Regions from separate parts of the Mus musculus genome. Here region 2 is linked to region 1. Evidence: chromatin contacts called from public HiChIP or PLAC-seq data. All regions are on one chromosome and are shown on one strand. Each heading gives the region's core, a stretch centred on a gene start, on an enhancer-like site or on the middle of the called end of the contact. The rest is flanking DNA. Distances are from core to core; before and after follow the strand shown.

Region 1 (4,355 bases), core at 772-3,271:
CTGGGCACATGTGGAGGCCTCCTGCCAATAACTCTGCCCTCCTATAAATCATATTAATTGTCTCCATGTGCCCGCAGCCTATGGGGAGTTTCGCAATACCCTTTGAGGAGATTAGTGGTCTCTGGTGTCGCTTATGAGACTCAGGCGAGCATCTGGAAGCAATTTCAGTTAAAGAATTAATGATTTTGAGGTTCAATAATACAGGACTTTAAAAAAATAAATAAATACAGGAAACTTTGTTAGCCAGGGGGGAACCTGCGGGTTTCCCAAGATAAAGGGACCAAGGATCCTCTCTCCCATGTGTTTGTTGGATTTAAGTCACGTGGCAGATTAAAGGAAGTCTTAAAGCGGAGCTTGCAAAAGGAAAACTCTCTTTACTTAGGTCTCCTTCTGTTTGTTCTGGAGGCATCAGGAAGGGAGATGTATCTAAGGTTCAAGAGATTGGAGGACATGACAGTAGGTGCCCATATGGTGATTCAGGGTGTAGATGTGGAGGTGAGAACCCCTTGGGGTTTTAAATTCTTGTTCCTATTATTGAACGGGAGATAGTGGATGAAACAAACTCCATCCCTCAGTCTGAAATAACGGGCTGTTGCACATCTCCTTTGCTAAATATTTGAGTTTTTTTTAAAAAGTCATTCTCTAGAGACTTCCAGACTTAAAAAACAAAAAACAAACAAACAAATGATTAAGTCTGCCTTCCCCTCTTGGGGCTCATGTGACTTCGTTATTGCTTCCTAAGGATGTGTCTACCGTGGCTTAGTGAGCTGAACAGTAGGGCCTGCATCACCTAAATATAAAGTGGCTGCCTCCCTGGCCTGTGAGAGCCCAGTTGCGTTTTGGGTGCAAGCTAGTCTCCAAGGTCTGGGCTCCTTGGGCTGCTTCTGCCTTCTCCTGATCTGGGGGTTGGAAAGCTTGCTTCTTGCCCTGGTATTTCTTCTACAATCACTGTTTTTGAAAGCTTTTCCAAAGGATTGGTCAACAGGATTCTGTCAGCCCTGGTTGGGAGAGGGACCACTGAGCCTATGCAGCGTGAGGCTTAGAACAGGGTGGGGATCCCCAGGTTTGGAGAGCTAGTGGCAGATAGAGGCTCGCGCGTGCATCCTGAGAACCTTTCACTTGCAGACCCAAGAGGGTCTTTGTGCAGCACACTGCCCAGGCTCCTGGACCAGCAGATGAAACCCTAGGGCTGGTAAGCCTAAAGGGACATGGCTAGAACCTGGTGACCAGAAGGGAGTGCTGGGAAGTCAGGAGAAAATGGGTTCAGGGTGTGCAGAGAAACCGCTCTCACCGAGGCACATCTGAGGCATGTTTTTTTTTGGGGGGGGGGAGGGGGAGGTGGAGACATGGCGTCGCTGTTTTGTTTTAACCCTGCACAGTTGATTTTTTTTTTTTAAAGTACATTGGGTGAGAGACACAAAAGAGTCTCGCCTTTGCCACATGCCCCAGGCCGGTTTCTAAAGACAGTGGGGTTAGTCAGCGCGTTCCCAAGCGCAGTGCACGCGGAGCACACATCCGAACACATCCCACTGAATCCAATCTTTCGCTTAGATAGTTCCTCCACAGCTGCACGTGGCTTTGAAATCCAGTTGTCTCCAGCCCTCAGAAGAGGAGGACCTAATGTTGTAGATGGGGAACCGACGGCCCCGAGTGACCGTGAGGGGTGGGGGGAGCAAGTCGCAGGGAGCAAGGATCCAGCTCCATCCTGCGTGGTGAGCACCTGGGCAGAGCCGTCTTGCAGGACATGGTTGCGCGGAGGCAGGAGACTGCGAGGCGGCCGATCAGCAGCAGGAGGAGAGGGATTCGAGGTCTCTGAGTCTCTTCGTCCTCTCTCTGGGTCTCCCTCCCGAGGCCTGCGCTCCGGGAACCTCTCTGGCACACAAGCATCCTCCATCCATCCCTCTGGCCGCGAGCGGGGGCCGGAGGTGGGCGGATCCGGAGGGTGTAGTGGGCGGGCCCGAAGTGGGCGGTCCCGGGGGCGGGATCAGCAGGACCGCGGCTGCAACCCGAGAAAAGTTGTCCGGACCCGTTCAGGAGCAGCCGCCGGAGCCGGAGCGCTGCCGGGGGCGGCCCCGGGCATGGGGCAACCGGCGCGGTCCCGGGGCTGGCGATGGATGGCGTGACAGCGGCCACGATGCGCTCCGAGGGCGCGGCCCCGAGGCGGGCGGCGCGGTACGGGGCGCTGAGCCTGGTCCTAGCCACGCTACTGGGCCAAGGTAAGGCGGGCGCTGGCGGGGACCTCCAGGTCCCCTAGTAGGCTGCGGGAAAGCCGGGGCGAGGGTGGAGAGAGCGGCGCGAGATCCGGGTCCCATCTTAGAGCCTCCATCTACGGAAACAGCGGACACCAGCCTCAGCTTGGAGCATTAGAGTCAGTGCTAGGGATCCTCCGCGGCAGCCCACCTCGAAGCCCTACTGCCTCCCTCCAGGAGAGCGGGGGGGGGGGGGGGGCGTGGTTGCCGGACTCTGGGTCTGGGCTACACCTTGACTTCTACATTGGGCTACACACCCGGGACTCGGTGCAGCTGCGGGACGCGGGGAGGACCCTGGTTTCCCGCGGCCCCTTCCCCAGCTTTAGAGAAACCTGAGACTTTCCGCCCTACATTAGACCGAACGGTGGCATTGAAAGCATCGGACCGCTCTGGTTTCCAGCGACTCGCCGTTAGGCTCCCACTTCGGTCCTTTGCTCCGGGGGCCGTGGGAATCCGGACTCTGCAGGTTTCTGGAGACTTGTGCAAACCGGCTGACGCAGCCTGGCCAGAGCGCTCGCTGCTGCTTAAGGTCGCTAAGTCATATTATTACTCTTCTGTGAGCCCGGTCGGCGGCAGGCAGGACTGGAAGATCGGAGCCGCTGGCTTCAGGCATTTAGGGTCCGCGAGCTACGGGGTGCGGTCGCGGGGGCGCCCTGAAGGGGTTTTCGCGTGCGGTGGGTTAAGCCCGGATGTTCCCCGGAGTCCTGAGCCCTCCCGCAGCGAGGCGGGTTCAAGCTCAGCCTTTGACACGGACTGGACTGAGGATTCGCTCTAATCCGCCCCGCACAGATGTCGAGACCTCACTCCTGTCCGGGGTTCCAAGGATGGGCTGGAAATGTATCTGGGGAGACAAGTTGACAATTGGCGTTAAAAAGTAGAATTTGCTTTACAAAAGTCTCTACTCCACCATGTGAAACCAGGGGATGCCCCTTACTCGAGGAGCAATTCCCAGACAAACCTGCCATGTACGCTGTGCTTCCTTCCAGTGGGTCCTGTTTCCACAGAGCCCCGGGTAAACTGGGGTGGGGGGTGGGGGTGTTGGGAGTGGGCTTCCCCCCCCCCCCAAAGAGCAGAAATTCAGGAGCCTTTACCTGTGTTCTGCTATTAGCCCAGAGGCGGCTCTCGGTACACACCTCCCCGCGGATTCTGATCACCAAATGGCTTAATGGGGAGTTAGAAAGAAAGAGAGAAAGAGACCCAGATTTCGCTTCTGACTAAGAAGCGGCTGTTATTGCGGTGGCCGTTTTAGACCTTGGGCTGGCTGGCGATTGAAGGCGCTGGGGTGGGGCTGGCATGGTGGAGGTTGCAGGGCTGGGAAAGCCCATGTGATGCAAAGCGCCCCCCTCCCCACCAAGACACCTGGATTTGCTAGACTTCACCATGTTGGGGGTGGGAAGTGGGGAGGGCTTCTAAGGTTGGTTCTGGAAGCCCGTCTGCCAAATGTGTTTTCACTTTGTATGGCTGATGAAAGCTACAGTTCGTCCCCGGTGTCTTCCTAACCCAGCCTGGTGTTTACTCTGTAAGATGTCGCGTGCGTGCGTGCGTGTGCAAGCGGGTGTGTGTTCGCACCTATGTGTAGAGACAGGAGATCAATCCTCGCTGTCTTCCGCAGTCCGTCTCCACGGAGGGTTTTTTGTTTTTTTCTGAGACAGAGCTTCTCATCTGGCGGGGAAGTTCCCTCATTAAGTTCCTTCCAGCCCTGCCCTGTGCATTACTGCCTCCTAAGCGCTGGGAAGCCAGCCTGCTTCACCTGCCTCGCTTTTCTGTTTTCCTGAGTCTGGGATTCAGGTCCTCCTGCATACACGCGCATGCGTGAGTCTACCCCTGAGCCACCTCCCGGCTCCTCCACAGCATGTTTGACAGAAACAAACACCTTCTCACCCTTGTTTAAATTTCCACTGTCTTAAAAACAGCTATGCCACCAGGGACTTTGACTATACAAGGGTCTCTGCGCATGTTTCTGGAACCTTGGAAATCTGTCCAGTCATCGGCCACCAACCAAGTGTGTGTTTTTGACGGTTAGTTCTGAAGCTTTGCAACACATCAGGGGTTACAGAAAGCACAGTTGTGCTCTGGAGTTTTCATAAATAGGACAGTGCATTGAAA
Region 2 (4,355 bases), core at 832-3,331, 380 kb after region 1:
AGCTCCATGGAAGGCAGAGGTCGGGGATGTGTAAGCAATTAAGAATGAGACCTTAAGCTGGGCAGTGGTGGCGCACGCCTTTAATCCCAGCACTTGAGAGGCAGAGGCTGGTGAACTTCTGAGTTCGAGGCCAGCCTGGTTTACAGAGTGAGTTCCAGGACAGCTAGGGCTACACAGAGAAACCCGGTCTTGAAAAACCAAAAAAAAAAAAAGAAGAAGAAAGAAAGGAAGAAAGCAAGCTTTATCCTGAGAGCCTGACACTCAAACCCCACATAATTTCCACTGCTTACAAAATACTCTATTTGCATCTGACCACTAGAACTATTCTTGGCATGGGAGTCCCCTAAGAAAGGGAAGCAGAGCAGATGTGGCTCCACAGCTCTGGCTCCCTCCTCATCCCTTGTTCTTGGATGTCAGAGTAGCAGCGAATGATGCTGGTCTTTCCCACCTGCCACACCCTACCCCAAAACTTACTTAAAGCATTAAAGATGGAAACTAAGCGCTTGCCTGTCTCTTGCCCCTAACTTTGTAAAAGGGAAGCTAGGGCAGTGTCAGAGCCTTTGTACATGTCTATCCTCCAAGTCATAACTTCACCCTTTTCTCTTTCAGATCTCAACGCAGATGACTCCACCAACAGAACGTCCCTTCTCCTTAAAACCACAATGGTTACTGCATCACGAATAAATCCCACCTCAACTCTTCCTTACCACCCAGATCATAACTGTTTATACAGCTTTCCCCTATTCCAGTACTTCCACCACCACCCCCCCACACACACACACACAAAGCTCCCCCAGAGCAGAGGGTGGGTGTTGTTCTCTCCCCTCCTACAGTCCCCTACCAGATGCAAGAGCAGATGTGGACAGCGGTGCGCACAGGGGAGGGGAAGGGGCTGTTACTCCCTCTTACTCAGTCCTGGACCTAGTGCCAGGTGTGGAATGGGTTCTACTCATGGGCTTCCTCCCCACACGCATTAGAGGGAGTCTTGCCCTTCCTCCTACCCACTCGGGTGTTGGAGCAGATGGGTTTCCTCCTGCCACTCTCCAAGGGAAGAGCAGGTCTCCTTCCTCACCTCCACTAACAAGGAGGGATCAGAGGCAGGTGGCCTTCTTCTCTGCACTACAAGGGAGATTCCCTGGGTTGGGAAATTCCTCTCCCTCACCTTAACCTTTCTCTAGATCTGAGGCGATGTGGGGTGCAGGTCTATGGGTTGGGAAGCTTGGTGGGCAGCCCTGTGCTTTCCGATCGATTGCGCATAGGTGCAGAGGCAAGTGGGGATGTAGGCTTAGGTGTTTGGGGTGGCTCCTTTTTTCCAATCAGTGGAAGAACCCTGGGGGACAGGAGGTGCAGATGATACACAGGCTACCGTGCCAGTTCCCCCGTGTCCCCAGCGTTGTTAAAGTCAACGCTTAGGTTCGGGTAGCCGTGGTGCGCAGGAGGTGCGGCGGGGGGGGGGGGGGTGGTGGTCCCCAAACCCGGGAAGACCTGAGCGGGTCCGGCTCACCTGATCGGCGCCGAAGGGCGTGATGTTGGCCTTGACCGTGGCCACCCCGAGACCCACGAGCACGAGCCCCGCGAAGGTGGCGGGGGCACAGCGGCGCGCGGCGTTCTCGGGACACGACGCTGACCCGTTGGGGAAGGGCGCCGAGCAGTTGCGCACGAGCTCGGGCCGCGGGTCCCCGCAGAGGAAGGAGCGCGAGCGGGGCGCGGCCAGCAGCGGGAAGGCCAGCAGGCCCAGCAGGTAGAGGGCCAGGCTGAGCAGGATGGCGCGGGCCCGGCCGAGGCGGGCGTCGGCGAGCCAGCCCCCGAACGGCGAGCCCAGATAGGTGAGGCCCATGAAGAGCAGCAGCGCCTGGCTGGCCTGCGCGCCCTCCCAGTCGAACGGCGCGCCATTCAGGAACAGCACCAGGTTGGCCGTGACGCCGTAGAAGGCCGCGCGCTCCAGCAGCTCGGCCAACAGCACCGCCCCGCACGCCGCACGCCGCCCCGCGAACACCGCGGACGCCGCCGACACTGCCGGACGCCGCGAACCCAACAGCGGCGCCCGCTCGCCCTCCATGGCCGGTTCACTGAGGACTCGGTAGCCCAACTCTCGCGAGACAGCGAGTTCCCTCCCTCTCCCGCCGCCGCCTTTTAACTGGGCAAGCTGGGCGGGGGTGGCTGCCGGTTCCGCCCCCGGAAATCCGGCCAAGCGGGCCTTTCACTTGACAGCGGTTTGTTGTTGAGATGCGTGGAGGGATGGTGGTTCCTATGGCTGGAGGGGTTCCACCGGGAAACTGGAACCCTAGACTCCGAGGTTCCGGCCCCAAACTGGGTTCCTAATCCAGGTCACCAGGGTCTAAATCTTCCCTTCTTGCCATCTTCTCAGGACCCAGGCGTCAAGTGTAACAGTCTCGGCCTCCTCTCCCTCTCTTGGTATCTCACTTTTCTGTCTCTTCTTAAAACAAAAATTACTAAAATTTATTTATTTTTGGTTTTTTTCGAGACAGGGTTTCTCGGTGTAGCCCTGGCTGTCCTGGAACTCATTTTGTAGACCAGGCTAGCCTCGAACTCAGAAATCCGCCTGCCTCTGCCTCCCAAGTGCTGGGATTAAAGGCGTGCGCCACTACCGCCCTGCTGCTGCTGCTGCTTCTTCTTCTTCTTCTTCTTCTTCTTCTTATTATTATTATTATTATTTTAAGGACTGAAGAGATAACTCCACAGTTAAGAGCACTGGCTGCTAGTCAGAGGTTCTGGGCTCGATTCCCAGCACCCACCTTGTGTCTCCTAACAATCTGTAACTCTAGTTCCTCGTGGATCCGGCACCTTCTTCTGGCCTCCAGGGCTACTGCACACACACAGGGTGCACAGACCTCCATGAACGCAAAGCATCCATACACATAAAACTAAACACATCTTTAGTGGCACATGCCACTAATCCCAGCTCTTGGGAGGCAGAGGCGGGCGAATCTCTGTGAGTTCGAAACCAGTGTAGTCGACACAGTGAGTTCTGCCAGGGCTGCATAGTGAGACCCTGTCTCAAAAAAAAAAAAAAAAAAAAAAGGAAAGGAAAAAAGAAAAAGAAAGAAAGAAAGGGAAAGAAAAGAAGAAGAGAAAAGAAAAGAAAAGAAAAGAAACTAAAACCAAAACCTTTATTTACAGCCTATAACTGACTCTTAGTCCTGCTGGTAAGTAAGACTGAGTCTTGGAACGTTTGCTTAAAGACTGGACCAGTGAGATGGCTTACCAAGTAAAGGTGCTTGCTACCCGGCCTGGTGATAGCCTGAGTTCTATCCCCCTGCTGGGAGCCCCACACAATGGATAGACAGCAGACACTGCATGTATGTCCACACATACAGACACAGGCAATTAAAAAGAAAAAGTTCTGCTAAGCTAAGCATGACATACTTGAACAAACTCTGTATTGGAATGATAAGGCTAATAAACCATTTGGACTGACTGAGCTGGTAACTCACTGCGCAGTCTGACTGGTACTAACTAATCCGATGGGTCAGTCTCTTCAGGGAAATGGCGAAGCTAATGGCTCGGAGGGGCCTTGGAGTTAAGTGTGTGGAGGGAGGAATTTTAGGCAGTGTGCTGGGGCCCCTGAACTTGGTACTTTGAGGATGGAGACAAACCCAGAATGCAGAATATTCTAGTGTGGTCACAGTGTTGGAGGTGGTGGTGGGAAGTGACCCAATGGCACAGTTAGCTTCAGTTGTCAATGTCACACACAAGGGAAGAGGAAACTTCAGCTGAGGAATTGCCCCCAACAGATTGGCCTGTGGGCACGTCTGTGAGAGCATTTTCTTGCTTGGTGATTGATGTGAGAGGGCCCAGCCCCACTGTGGGTGATGCCAACCCTGGGCAGGTGATCCTCGGCTGTATAATGAAAGTAGCAGGACAAATAAGTAGCATTGTTCCATGGCTCCTGCCTTCAGCTTCCGGTCTCCAACTTCCTGTCTCAAGTTCCCATCCCGACTTCCCTTTTGGAAGGATTATAACCTGAAAGACCACCCTTTCCTCCCCAAGTTGTTTTTGGTCAGGCACAACACCAGAAATCAAACAAGCAACAAATTACACAAATCGTAAGATCCTACTTCTATAAATATTTGGTTATCTTTTATTTGTGTGTACATGTGTGTGCGTGAGTGCGTGCGTGCGCATGTGCATTCACGAAGTACCCTCAGAGGCAAGAAAACACCATAGCCCTTGAAACTGGAGTTACAGGTGGTTGTGAGCCATTGATGTGGGTCCTAAGAACTAAAGTTAGTTTCTCTGGAAGAACAACAAATGACCTTAACAGCTGAGCCACCTTAACAGTCCTCAGCACGATCTTGTTTTCTTTGAAATATATGAAATAGGCAAATGTCATG

Evidence for each region. HiChIP or PLAC-seq counts read pairs in DNA pulled down with a chosen protein or histone mark.
Region 2: an H3K4me3 HiChIP or PLAC-seq map of forebrain shows a contact between it and region 1, with 3 times the contacts expected there. The contact joins the promoter of Slc15a4 here to the promoter of Tmem132c in region 1. A contact is called at or near these places in 2 of 484 Hi-C or Micro-C datasets (embryonic stem cells and uterus), 7 of 115 datasets of contacts at active chromatin or transcription factors (craniofacial prominence, embryonic basal ganglia, embryonic forebrain and 4 more) and 1 of 9 other capture datasets (adipose tissue).

Annotation. Positions count from the first base shown.
Region 1 is chr5:127,239,805-127,244,159 of GRCm38.p6, forward strand. It overlaps Tmem132c (transmembrane protein 132C), which reads left to right and starts at 2,022. Exons shown (of 9, transcript NM_175432.3): 1 at 2,022-2,216. The coding sequence starts at 2,111.
Region 2 is chr5:127,615,311-127,619,665 of GRCm38.p6, forward strand. Slc15a4 (solute carrier family 15, member 4) reads right to left here and starts at 2,082. Exons shown (of 8, transcript NM_133895.1): 1 at 1,505-2,082. The coding sequence starts at 2,059.